Regions from separate parts of the Triticum aestivum genome. Here region 2 is linked to region 1. Evidence: chromatin contacts called from public Hi-C data. All regions are on one chromosome and are shown on one strand. Each heading gives the region's core, a stretch centred on a gene start, on an enhancer-like site or on the middle of the called end of the contact. The rest is flanking DNA. Distances are from core to core; before and after follow the strand shown. Region 1 holds the start of LOC123128602 (replication protein A 70 kDa DNA-binding subunit A). Region 2 holds the start of LOC123128606.

Region 1 (6,470 bases), core at 1,967-4,466:
TGCGGATGACAAGACAGAAGGAGGCGGAGTGGTATAACTATGGGAAATGCCAGAGACTATCCGGGAAAAGGGTGAGACAACTGTGAATTTGACTCAGGGTGACACAGGGCGACGGTGAAATTCCTTCAAGTTTCAGATAGACGGTCAAGAAAGAGCGGTGGCATTGAGTTCAGGTAACTCTTATATGTGGCGTCCAATATGCGAGTTGTTCATTTTCACGCAGACAGTGATCGGTGTGTGATGGTGTTGAACGGATTCTCCGGAAGTGAGGAGCACAAAGTAGAGTAATGAGGAACTTAATTTTGCTCGAGGATTGACTGTGAAGAAGACGAGAAGGGACTACAATTGCAGGTGGAGTCACATGGAGTCTGGGAGTAGCAGCGGTGCTCATGACGTATCTCAAGTCAAATGTACATGGAGGTTCGACGCACGGACGAATTCAAGGTGGTGGAGAATATTCGCCAAGGTGGAGTTTGTTAGAGTTGTGTCGAATATTATTGTACAAGTTAGGTTACAGTTGGACTTGGAGTCGTACGGTGTGTAAACATGATATGAAGTCGTGTCCAAGTAGGACACTTGTACCCTAGGCCTCTCATATATAGCGAGGGTAGACACACGATGTAACCTATGCCAACATAATAGCACGGGCACGCGGGGGAGCCGGCGGCGTGTGCCGGCGCCCGGGCGGCCGGGGTGCGGTATTGTAGCGGTGTCATGGGAAGGAGCGCCCGTAGTCAAGCCGCGGGGATGTAGCCATATCGGTGAACCTCGTTAATAAATCTCGGTGTCGTGCCTCGTGTGATTGCTTGGTCCTCGGTAGATCGACGGAGCGCCTCGGGTTTATTCTAACAATGTTTCGTCCTGTTGGCTTAATGGTTTCCCTGATGTAATCAGGACCATTATCTGTAATGAATCAGTTATGAATGAATAAGAGGGTGCAGCTGCCCATTACCTCAAAAATAAATAAATAAAGGATGGTATTTCCTGCAAGAGAAAAGAAGGAAAAAAAGAACCCAAGTACAACAACAATCTTGTGGACTTCACGGGACACGATTGAGAAGCGACGAGCAAAGAACACGGAAACTGCTACTACGGTGAACAGCAACTGTGGGAACAGAGTGTCACTATTTTAGAGAACAACCTCTTCGTTTGTTTTATTTCTTCTCCATTTTCGTCTCTGCAAAACCCGTCACAGGGTTCAAGCACATACCGGAAGCAGGGACAGAACATAGTAGCTCCCAGTGTGTTGTAGTATTTCCTACCATTATTTATTTATTCTAATAATGTGTTGAAATTCAGGCCTTTGTGCTTGCTCTCATGTTTCATTGCACTGTTCAGGCTCTCTTTGGACTGTTAAAATTTATAAAAATGATATTGTATATATACCAGCGATCTATCTAATATAATCTAATACTACCCCATTCCAAAATAAGTGTCTTAATTTTGTACTAATTTTAGTACAAAGTTGTACTAAAGTTGAGACACTTATTTTAAGACGAAGAAAGTAGTATATATATAACAAGTATGTGATGGACCCAGAAAAAAAACATGCCAGAAAATCCCATTAGAAAGGAGAAACATACATCCATTAATCGACCAGTCATTAAAATAGGACTGGGTTCTTCTTTAACCTAACAAAACACCATCCGAATTGTTATGTTTTGCAATTATAAGCGACCAATGTTTTAAATGTACTTTACCTTCGGTTCATCTCAGTTCCTCCTTCCCCTTCTTCTTCTCACACCCGATCTGGCCCATTCCGACGAGTGAAAGACTTCCAGATGCGATTATGCAATGCGTGCGTCGATAACAGAGGCTTTGTCTTAAGCTTCCGCATCATGTCCACCTCATGTGTGCTCTAAGTGAAAGTTTCGGATCCAACCTTGGATCGGACTACGACAACGCCATTATGTTGTTACTTCATTGGGATTGGACTCTTGGGGCCAATGACCCGTTGTTTTTTTGGATAAAGAATGGATTTTATTAGCTCGAAATAGAGCATCAAGAGGATATAAACACTATGAGCACACACTCGGCCTCTGCATAGTTAGGATGCATACAGCCAATACCGACACACACAAAAACACGTCGACAAGTAGCGAAGTCATACAAGACCAAAACTATCTGTGGGCGAGGAAAAAAAACCCAAAGCATTCAGATTCGATCGACAAACTATAGCAATGACTATATCTGCACCAAACATTTCATGACACCGCATGGACGACAACGTTTTTCAACAGCAACGCCTTCAGAAAGGGAGCGACGCTCATGAGCCGCCGTCACCGGATCCAACCATAATGGCTAGAATCTAGGTTTTCACCCTGAGAAATCGATTCAAGTGCACTGATGCGTATCCGCACCAAACATCTCATGACACCGCAATGACCCATTGTTGGTTGTGTATTGCTCATATACACTGATGTGTACTTCTGTACATGAACAAATTGCAAGCCGTGACTGGCAGCACTTTCCACAATGAATGTGCTTCGACCTATGTCCCATTTCAAGTATTTTATGAATTTTTAACGTGTGCCGCTATGAACTAGTTCAACAGGTAGCATACACGTGAGATATAGTTTGATAGTAAACTTGATGAAAAAAGGGAAATAAATTTGAAAATAGAAGAAAACTGAAATGAAGATTAAAAACCGAAAAAGAAGAAACTGCTAGCTTGGGGTTTGGAGCAAACACCCGCGGACATTGTTCGGACGTATGGGCTCTGGCCTGCGGGGGCACACCCTTCATAGGAGTTAAGTGTCAAATGGGTAGTTAAGTTTTCGATTTTGACAAAATGATCATGCACGACTAAATTTATGTCACGCACAAGAAAAAGAAACAAAAAATTTAACCAGGAAATGAAAAGTAAATAATAAGCAAAAACGAAAATAGAGAACGGATCAAAAAGCTGGAGAACTGGATGAGAAAACTAGTAGATAAGAAACAGAAAATGAAAAAATAGCAGAAAGAAAAGAAGAAAATGGGCCGACCCATTCGCAATACCTGTAGAATGGAGAAACCCTCGTTCAGGCCAGTGATTTGTTCTCACAGTCACAGGGCTCCACCAGTAGCCAGCCCAGGCCCAAGTTTATGCCGCGCGCGCTCTCGTTACGTGGGTCGGCCACCGCCGTCCGATCATCTCACCCGGACCCGACCCGACGGTCAGATTCATCGAAGCTCAGTCTTCCCCGGGAAGGAGCCCGCGACGCCACCGAGCAACCGCCTCTTCCCCCCTTCGACTCCCGTCGCCATTTCCGACGCCCCCCCAAACCTCCTAGATTTTCAAATCCGCACCACCATTCGCCTCCCCCAACCCCCCTCCTCCGCCCCATCCCGCCGCAGAGCGCGAAGCCCCCGCGAATCCGGTCCACCGCGAGGCGATGGCGTCGGCGAGGCTGACCCCGAACGGCGTGGGGGCGGCGCTGGCGGGGGAGACGAACCTCAGGCCCATCGTGCAGGTCGTCAACCTGCGCTGCGTCAACGTCGACGGCAAGGGCACGCCCCGGAGCGACAGGTGGCGCGGCCTCGTCTCCGACGGCGCCGAGACCTGCCCCGCGATGTTCGCCGGCCAGCTCAGCGACCTCGCGCGCTCCGGGCTCATCCGCCGCGGCTCCGTCGTGCAGCTCGACGAGTACGTCATCAACATGGTCGGCGGCAGAAGGTTCGCCTCCGCATCCCTCAGCGTACCGTAGATCGATGCTCGATTGTTTGCGCTTGCGACCGGGGCGGTTTCGGCTAGGGTTCGTGCCCGCGCGCGGGTTCTGGCTGGCCATTTATGGTCGCGGTCTGTGATTCGCTGCGATTTCTGTGCCTGTAAGTGTAGTCTAATTGGTCCCTGCGAGTTGCTGTCCCTCAAATTGATTGGGGGTCTCGCTTTAGATTGATACTTTTCTAACTACTTGGAAAATTCAGTGTACGCTGATCCTGATACTCATGTTATGCTTCCTTAGGTACTACTCCGTAGAAGCGAACTAGGTCTTTTCCCTCTAGGATAACAGTACTCAACCAGAGTGGCGCCGAAATTTTGTTCCACTGATCTGCTGCTGATTGAATTGGATTCTGTAATTCCTTTTTAGGACTAGAAGATATCTTATACCAACTGGAATGTGTAATTAAGTTGTGTTGTGAGGTATGATACAGTTTGGTGTTTGTGTAAAAGTTAGTTCATTGGATTATATTTCTGCTACTCATAATGGTCGTAAAATCGTAGATCTGGCTATGGCGCTGTGCGTTTCTGGCTTGTTAAATGATGTTATTTTCTGAATGATCGGGAGAGGAGGTCCTCTACCTTGAATTTCATAAAACAGTCAATATAAGAGATAAGAGTCAAATAGACTGGGAATAAACCTGCAAAGAGAACTGACATTATGGTCGTTTTGATGATTAGAAGAAGTTAGTTGTGTGCTGTGGTTCATTTAGTTAGTTATGCAGTAAGTTGTTGCTATATACTCTAGTCGACTGGTCATGGTGCTGTGCATCAGCTAGGTTCCTTGTTTACTGATCGGGTCATTTGGTGCATGGAAGTTTGATTTGATCACTGTAGTTTACGTCATGCTCACAGATGTGGACATCTTTATCTGGTTGAATCATTTAGTGGTTTGTGTCTTTCAGCTCTACCCACTTGGTTCAGCAGTATACTTGATGATACAAGTTGTTATTTACCTATTTTAGCTGCCAATTGACTTTGTTTCATTGTGTCTTTTCTGATCTGCTCGTCAGTAAATGCTGCTGGAACATAGTTTGTGAACTGAAATGTGCCATGATTCAAGTTTCTCTGTCATATGTCTTAAGTAACTAGTGCAAATGCAAATTTGTCCTTTTGTCTTGTGGGTATGTGAAATTATTTGTTGTTGCTGAGCTGATTGGTTGAATATCTGTAGGGTTATCGTCGTTCTGAATTTGACAGTTCTTCTCGCGGAGTGTGACATCATTGGCAATCCAGTGATTACTCCAGAAAGTGAATCTTCTAATCAAAACAACCCAAGAGTGGAGCAATTTAACGGAACACGTCAATATGGTTTGGCGGCAGGAAACCCAAGTCCCACAAGGCCCAATGGCAATGTTCCAGTCTTCCAACCTTCGGTGTCAGGGAGCTCCTTGAACACACCCACCAGGCTCAGTGACAAATCTCCAGTTTTCCAGCCAACAGCACAGCCATCTTATCGTCCTGCACCCAGTTACAAAAATCAAGGAGCAATTGCGAAAAATGAAGCCCCTGCTAGAATAATCCCCATATCTTCTTTAAATCCTTATCAGGGCCGCTGGGCTATCAAGGGTAGAGTTACTGCAAAGGGAGACATCCGCCGGTACCACAATGCAAAAGGTGAAGGCAAAGTGTTCAACTTTGACTTGCTTGATTCTGATGGGGGTGAGATACGGGTGGCATGTTTCAACACTCAACTTGATCGCTTCTATGAAGTTGTGGAAGTTGGTAAGGTCTATGTGGTATCAAGAGGAAACTTGAAACCTGTACAGAGGAACTATAACCATCTGAACAGTGAGTGGGAGATTACGTTGGAGAGAGATTCATCAGTGGATCTTTGTCCTGATGAGAACAGCTCAATTCCCTCTCAGCAGTTTAACTTCAGACCGATCAGTGAAATTGAGGATACTCCGACCGGTACTATACTTGATATCATAGGTGTTGCTATCTCTGTCAGCCCTTCCACCACAGTACAGAAGAAAAATGGCACGGAAACTCTGAAAAGAATGATTGGCCTGAAGGATATGTCTGGTCGAAGTGTTGATCTAACCATGTGGGGTGACTTTTGCAACAGAGAAGGCTCACAGCTGCAAGAAATGGTTGAACGTGGGGTCTTCCCCGTGCTGGGTGTCAAAACAGGAAGAGTGAATGATTTCAATGGCAAGTGTGTCGGCACAATTTCTTCCTCTCAACTCCTCATAGACCCTGATCTCTCTGAAGCTCATACTCTGAGGCAATGGTTCGACGGTGGAGGAAGGGATGCTTCTACTCAGTCCATATCTAGGGATCACACTCCTTCAGCATCAAGGAACGAGGTCCGAATGACAGTTGCTAAAATCAAGGATGATGGTCTTGGAATGGGAGACAAACCTGATTGGGTTACTGTGAAAGCCTCCATTATATTCTTCAAGAGCGACAACTTCTGCTACACAGCTTGCCCTACTAAGGAAGGTGACCGGCAGTGCAATAAGAAAGTGACAAAGGGGACCTCTGGCTTGTGGGTGTGTGACAAATGCGACAAGGAGTTTCCAGAGTGCGACTACAGGTATCTTCTGCAGCTTCAGATTCAAGATCACTCGGGAACAACTTGGGTGACAGCGTTTCAGGAGACCGCGCAAGAGTTACTAGGCTGCTCGGCGCTAGAACTCGTTACATACAAAGAGAACGGAGACCCTCGTTTTGCAGAGACCATGCTCAGCTGTTTGTTCATGGATTATCTGCTCAGGCTGAAAGTCAAAGAAGAAACGTACAGCGACGAGAGGAGAGTGAA
Region 2 (6,470 bases), core at 2,149-4,648, 630 kb before region 1:
GTCCTTTCGGCGATGTGCGTCAGTGGGATGAGACGTTCCCGGCGACTACGAATACGTCCGTGACAACTTCGTCAACCTCAAGATTATGTGTCGGCTCAGTCTCTCGAGGACGTCTGTGTGCGTGTATACATTTATAGAGACGAGTGTATATACGTATGTATAAGCGTATATGTCTATGATGTGTTAAAAAATAAACACGCTCGCACAAGTCGGGGTAACTTGATCCCGCACAAATTCGTACCAGAGAGGACTTCTTTTTTTTTTAGAGGACTTCTTAGCCATAGGCAACGCCAACACTTTCGGCCGTACACGAGCAGCCCAGATTATTCGGCACCGTCTGTCTTCATCGAAGGATCCGGCCAATGGGGATACCAACCGCCAGCCGCAAGAAGTACAGCAAGCCTTCATCTTTTGGGTCTTGTCGTGAGTCGTCGCCTAGATGTACGTTCAACCGGGCTTGAACGATCCACAAAAGAACAAAGGCACAAGGACGAATACGTCTTATGGAAATGGAAGTATTCAACCTTTCAAGAGAAGCGCGATGTCATTACTGAACCAGCGACTAACGTTTGAAGAATACACCAACTACGCACCACCACTTGGTCACTCTGGTAATATAAACCAGCAGGACGGCAAAGGCATCAGTGTCGGACGTCGTCACGGTTCAGTGCAGAACCAACATGTAACCTGCGAGTTGATTAGCAGAATGTTTCGTCTAATTATTATCTAAGTAGGTCAGAGGGAGTTGGTGCAGTAGAACGCAGACGGCCACGCCATCATGCATATCTGCAGGTACATATCCTACATCGTCCAGCAAACAGCACATGAATTGGTCATGTCTTTTGAGTTGAGTTTCAAGTTGGTGCAATTTCTTATCGTAATCATGCGGAAAACCAGACAGAATAACCAGTTATCATCCAGTTTGTGGATCCACACCAGCTGCAGGAACAGGACCACATATGCAAGAATACTCTCAGCAGCAGCAGGGCAGGGCAGGTCATGGTCTTGGATCCAGCAGGCATGGGCTAATGATATCGTCAAGTGGAGGATGGCACGGCACCCATATTTCATCAATTAATCAACCGAGCAAAGCTTGATGAGGCATCTCCTGATTGGGGAGGCTGAACCAAGATTGATAAACTAAACCAAGATAGGCTACAAAATCGGCCACTGTGCTTGTGATAATAATGGCAGCCGGGCTTCGTCCTCAATAATCGATCATGATGCTGACCATTCGTGAATAAAGAAGAAAAGGTCATTTTCATGCGAAAAGGTCCGAATATTTTCTCTCTCATTAATTTGGATAACAATCGTAAAGACGAGAGGCCGAACTATATCCTTGATAGATTATGCTGTCCGACATCACGCGTCACCGGGCACCCGCGGGCCACATGCTTTTTTTTTTGTCATATAATTAATTAGTAACTACTAGCTCTGTTAACAACTCAAAAAAAATCTAGCTTTATTAAAAGAAGAATTACTAGCTAGACAGTAGGGCTTGATCACCTCGCGTATTGTACTACCTCCGTTTCTAGATATAAGTCTCTTTTAGATATTTTAATTGACGAATGTATATAAACATATTTTAAAATGTAGATTTCTTCATTTTGCTCCGTATGAAGTCGAGGATTGTAATTTCTGAAGGTTTTGCCACATTTCAGTGGAAATTCAGGCTCTGAGATCTCCTCACTCGAGTGATCTTTCGAAAAGGAACATCGCCGGATCGCTCGCTACGGTCAGCAAAGGTTGGACGCGAAATGAATAGAGCTGGCTTCAGGCACACGGCGTTTCTGCATGCATGCATGTTCCCCATGCCGGGCCGCCTCCTCACCATGCAGGCATGGGCTGGTGCGAGTCTGATACGTGCCCAGGCAGTCTGCGAGCGCGTGTGAGTGTGACCATCCTCACTCATCGAATCATTTATTTATTTTTTAGCATAATAAAACGAAGTAGTAGGAGTAGTTACATTATTTTTTTATCTTCAATAATCTTTTCCGGGTGAGGGGACACTGACTACGACTATAGCGTGGTACCATGACGGCGATAAAGCTGACAAAGCGAAGAGTGGCGCCGTGCGTGCGGACCGGGCGGTTTTCTCGCCACGCCGGGGATGGCCCAAATAAAAGAAAGGACATCCCACTCGGCAGTCGGCACTCGCCGTCGCCGTCGTCCACGTCCCTCGATGATCCGGTGCGGCCGCCGCGCGCATGGTTGCACCGTTCAGCGTTTATGGAAGGGTGCAACCTGTACTGGCGTACCTGTACCAGCAGTGCGGTCTTCCTTGGCCTCCGTGCAAAGAGCCGAGCCGGCAGGCGTAAGCTTCACGCCCGGATCAAATTTAAGGCGCGCGCGGCAACCACGGCGCGGCGCGGATCGATCGATCTAGCCACCGGAGGAGGATCCACGCCGCCGACGGCGACGCCACAGGGACGTAGTAGTCAATCAACCGAAGTGGGAGTGGTTAGCGCGTGGTAGTTTTGTGTTCCCATCGGCCTGAATTCACCAGAACCGGTCAAAAAAAGGGACCGTGTCTCCCCACCCAGTCTTGACGGACCGGAATCAAGTCCAAGCGCACGCACGCACACCACACCTCGTGAACCTTGCCACCCCCCAAAACTCGTAAAAACAATTTGCACTACAAAATAAAACAGAGTCATCATCATCATCAGTATGGAAAGAGAAGAAAGAAAAGGAGAAAGGAAGTTTGGGGACACGAATTGTCGAGGATAGCGAGAAATTTCTCCGATCAGTACCATCCTCAAGCGTCCCTTGCGTGCGTGCTTATCCACAACGTAGCCATCCACAGTCCAAAACACACACAGGGTGTGATCGATGCTTTGTAGGAATGGGACAGATAACGACTCGCATCGCATCATACAGCATTATCGCCGTAGAAAATCTCGGCTGACAGGAAAGCTGGTCGCGAACGCCAAGCTTTGCTGGACGCCTCCTAACCAGCAGCAGTATTATTTGCATACAGAAAAAGTATACTACTACTAGAAATAATCACACTATTATTTTTACAATATGATGATGGTGCTCCATCAAAGCAGGGAAATCTCCCGCGTTCCCGCCGGCCTGCTGCCGACTACACACAACTATCAGACGTTGGCAAATGATGTCAAAAAAAAAAAGAAAACTTGACCAAAAAAAACAGAAAAAGAAAGAGCCGTGTGCAGCGCTGGCTCCGCCCAGAGCTGCCCACGCGCCAGCCGTGCGCGGGACGTGGCCGCGAGCGGCGCACGGCACACCCGAGGCCAGCCAGAGCGCCAGACCGGCCCGGGGTCAACCCGCCGCTGCCCGGGCCCACGCGCAGCGAGAGGTGGTGGCGCCCCAGGCAGCAGTCCTGAGCCGAGCAGCGAGAGGAGAGGAGAAGAGAAGAGTCGGAGCCGCCCACGACAAACCCGCCCGCTTTCCAAATCCCCTGCCCAAACCCCACACCAAAAACCAAATCACGCCACTTAAAACTGCTTCCCTGGCTCGTAACGAGTCGCCTACCGTGCGTTAATCCGGCGGATCCAAGCCCCGCGTGCGTGCGTGCGTGCGTTCATTCATTAGCCCGCACAAACACGGAAAAGGAAGGCAGGCGAGAGGGGGAGGGAGAAGACCATCGGACCGTCCACCCATTCGTCCGGCGGCGGCGGCGGCGTACGGAGCAGCAGCGGAGGAGGGGGATCAGCGAGCCGGAAAAGCATCCCCGCCCAGGTGAGCCCGCTCGACGGGTTTCTCGCCCCCTAACAGTTCTCTCTGCTTTTTTTTCCCGCGGATCTTCCCGGGCGTTTCTTCGACGGGCGGCGCCCCCGCCGTCGATTTCTAGGGGCGGTCTGAACTCCGGGGCGCGCGGTTTCCGCGCCGCGATTGCTTCCCCCTGCCTGCGCGGCGGGCGGGGGGTTCGGGGCAGCAGTCAAACGGCGATTCTGGTGGGCGACCCCCGGGTCAAACTCCGAGATCGAGTGGTTGGTCTCTGCAATTCCGGTCCAGGCCAAACGATTGCACACTCGATTTAGTTTTTTACTCTTTACTTCGTAGGTAGAGAAATCGATAGCAGAGTCCAAGGAATCAATAATAGCAGCGTCGGATTATGTATGTGGGTTTGTTTTGATCCGGTGTTGCTTTTCTTAGATTCCGCCACATGCTCTTCTTACTGATGGATACTAGCGGAAAAGGTGCGTGGCCAACTCGGTGGGGCGCTTTTGGCTACGGCTTTGATACTACCGGAGAAAGTACGCACAGTTAGTTATTAGGTGGCTTTCTGGCTGGATATTGGAGTGAGATGCAAGCTGAATTTGTTGTCCCGTACCAGGGAGCTGTCACCAATTTAGCTGCTTTCTGTGGGTGATGGCTGATAAGGTCCAGTCCAGTTGAATCTAGGTGATTCAAAGCTGATTGACGACATGGTTTACTTGTTGGGTACATGCTACAACTGGGTAAATTGGAATTAAATGTGGGCAAGTTTTATGTTATTCAGCTCCTATTTGAGCGTGAAAGATGTACAGAATAAATATACATAGCCAAATACTCAGTTATAAAAAAACAGCTTAATCAGATGGGATTTTAATTTGTAAGTGCTCCTGTGATGTACTAATTCTTACTTCCTGATGCTTATATGGCTTGTCTTCGTGTTCTCGATCACAGTGCTGAAATGAATATGTCCTTGCTTGCACAAGTAACAGGCATTTAGGATGGTGGATAACAAGAATGATGGGTCTGAAGGGGTCAAGTTCAACACGTCGCACCTGATGCAAACAACCGAAGAGGTTGCGAGAGCATTTATTGCCGCTGCTTCAGCTGCCACCGTGCAACCAACACGGCCGTCTGTCGTCTATTCGTCTGGGGAAGAGAGTGGCAGCCCAATGCAGAAGCTGCAGCAGCAATTCTCGAAGATAATGAAAGGGTTTTCAAATTCACCCGAAGTGTCTGGACCATACAACCCGGAAGTTCTCACGACACACAAGCGGCAGTGGTCGAGGTTCCAGCAGAAGTCATTGGTATGTACTCCTATGTCACTACCTATGTTCAATTCATGTCTATCTATTGTGCTCTACGTGGTGTGGGAATGTGGGATATACTACGCTGATTAATTAAGGTGCTTAGTCAGAGCTGTAATGTTAATGATTGCTGTGATACTTGCCTTTTCAAACTACTCGGTATAAGTTCAACAAAACCATGCCAATTTCTGTAGTTGCAGTGACTCAAAGTGTCTTTGTTTGCAGCTATTGTTCAAGCATAAAACTCGTGTTGCAGTTCATGCTACAAATTATATCTACTTGATTTTCTTCCACTACTATTCTATGTAGGACATAGTCTATGTGTGGTCACATGACACAATGCCATTTGTTTTATTATCTGTATTGCTCTAATGTCTACATTCATGCAATGTTGCTTTGAAGGGTCATTGTCAGAGAAAATTATACTCCATGTTTGATACAAGTGGAGTCCTGTCACTGATAGCTCTTAATTGGAATCTTTTGGTTAGGAGCCTATCAAGTAGTGATTGATCAATTATTGCTAAATTACTCAGAACTCATGAAAAACTTTGTTATGCTTGGGTTATAGGTTTGGGTATTTGACTTCTGAGCTGCAAGGGCTATTCTGCTGTTCGGATATTCATGTTAGTCATAGTGTGAAGCAGTCTCATATTTTTGATATCAAGGAGAAATAACCTTTGTTCATTTGGAAACCTTGAATTTGGGCTGCATACCCCCAAGTACCTTCTACAGAAGTGTATAAGTATTTATTACGCCTGCATACACAATTTTTTTTGCCTTTGGGGTTCTACTGAAATCTGATTTAAGTGCAATAGATAGGTATGTAATGTAGGCTGTTGCTTCTATTTGACCGACTGCTTCTTGCTGAAATGGCCTATCATTTTGGAACTAGTAGGACTGGTAATTTTGGCAAATGTCGAAGAGCATAGTGCCTCAAGTTCCTTTTTTTTTTTGGTTGGAACAGGGTAATAGGTGCATCAAAGAACCATCACATCTTTTTGAGAGCATAGTGATTGTTGGGCTTCCTCCTCAGGCAGATATCCATGAGCTAGAAAACATTGCTCTAGGGAGAAATGATGATGATGCAAAGAAATCAAGACATATATTTGGCAACAACCACCACCAAGTTCATGCTGTATCAAATTTGGAACCTCAGGTTATCACTCACATCATCTATTGTTGTTGCATGTTCTTATAAAATGGAGGTCCTATTTCTGCCTTTCTTCATGTGTCTGAACCTCAGGATATTTTGTCTTGTCCTTAAGGTCCTTTTTGCGTACCCCCCTGAGAGGTCTCTTCCGCTTAAGTACAAGGATATCGTCTCGTTCTGCCTTCCTGGAGGTGCACAGGTCTGCCATTCGAACTACATAACCCTGATACTTTGCATTTCTGTATAATAAACGTTTGCAACGATTATACATTAAACTTCAATTTTACCAAGTTTTATGGTGCTTCCTGTATAGGTTATATCTTGTTTACTGG

Evidence for each region. A called contact is a pair of places that touch in the nucleus more often than the background predicts.
Region 2: a Hi-C map of leaf shows a contact between it and region 1, with 9 times the contacts expected there. The contact joins the promoter of LOC123128606 here to the promoter of LOC123128602 in region 1. A contact is called at or near these places in 3 of 5 Hi-C or Micro-C datasets (all in leaf).

What each region holds. Positions count from the first base shown.
Region 1 is chr6A:571,275,528-571,281,997 of IWGSC CS RefSeq v2.1, reverse strand. It overlaps LOC123128602 (replication protein A 70 kDa DNA-binding subunit A), which reads left to right and starts at 3,216. Exons shown (of 2, transcript XM_044548643.1): 1 at 3,216-3,658; 2 at 4,878-6,470. The coding sequence starts at 3,378.
Region 2 is chr6A:571,902,597-571,909,066 of IWGSC CS RefSeq v2.1, reverse strand. It overlaps LOC123128606, which reads left to right and starts at 3,398. Exons shown (of 22, transcript XR_006463327.1): 1 at 3,398-3,705; 2 at 4,674-4,988; 3 at 5,953-6,144; 4 at 6,254-6,337.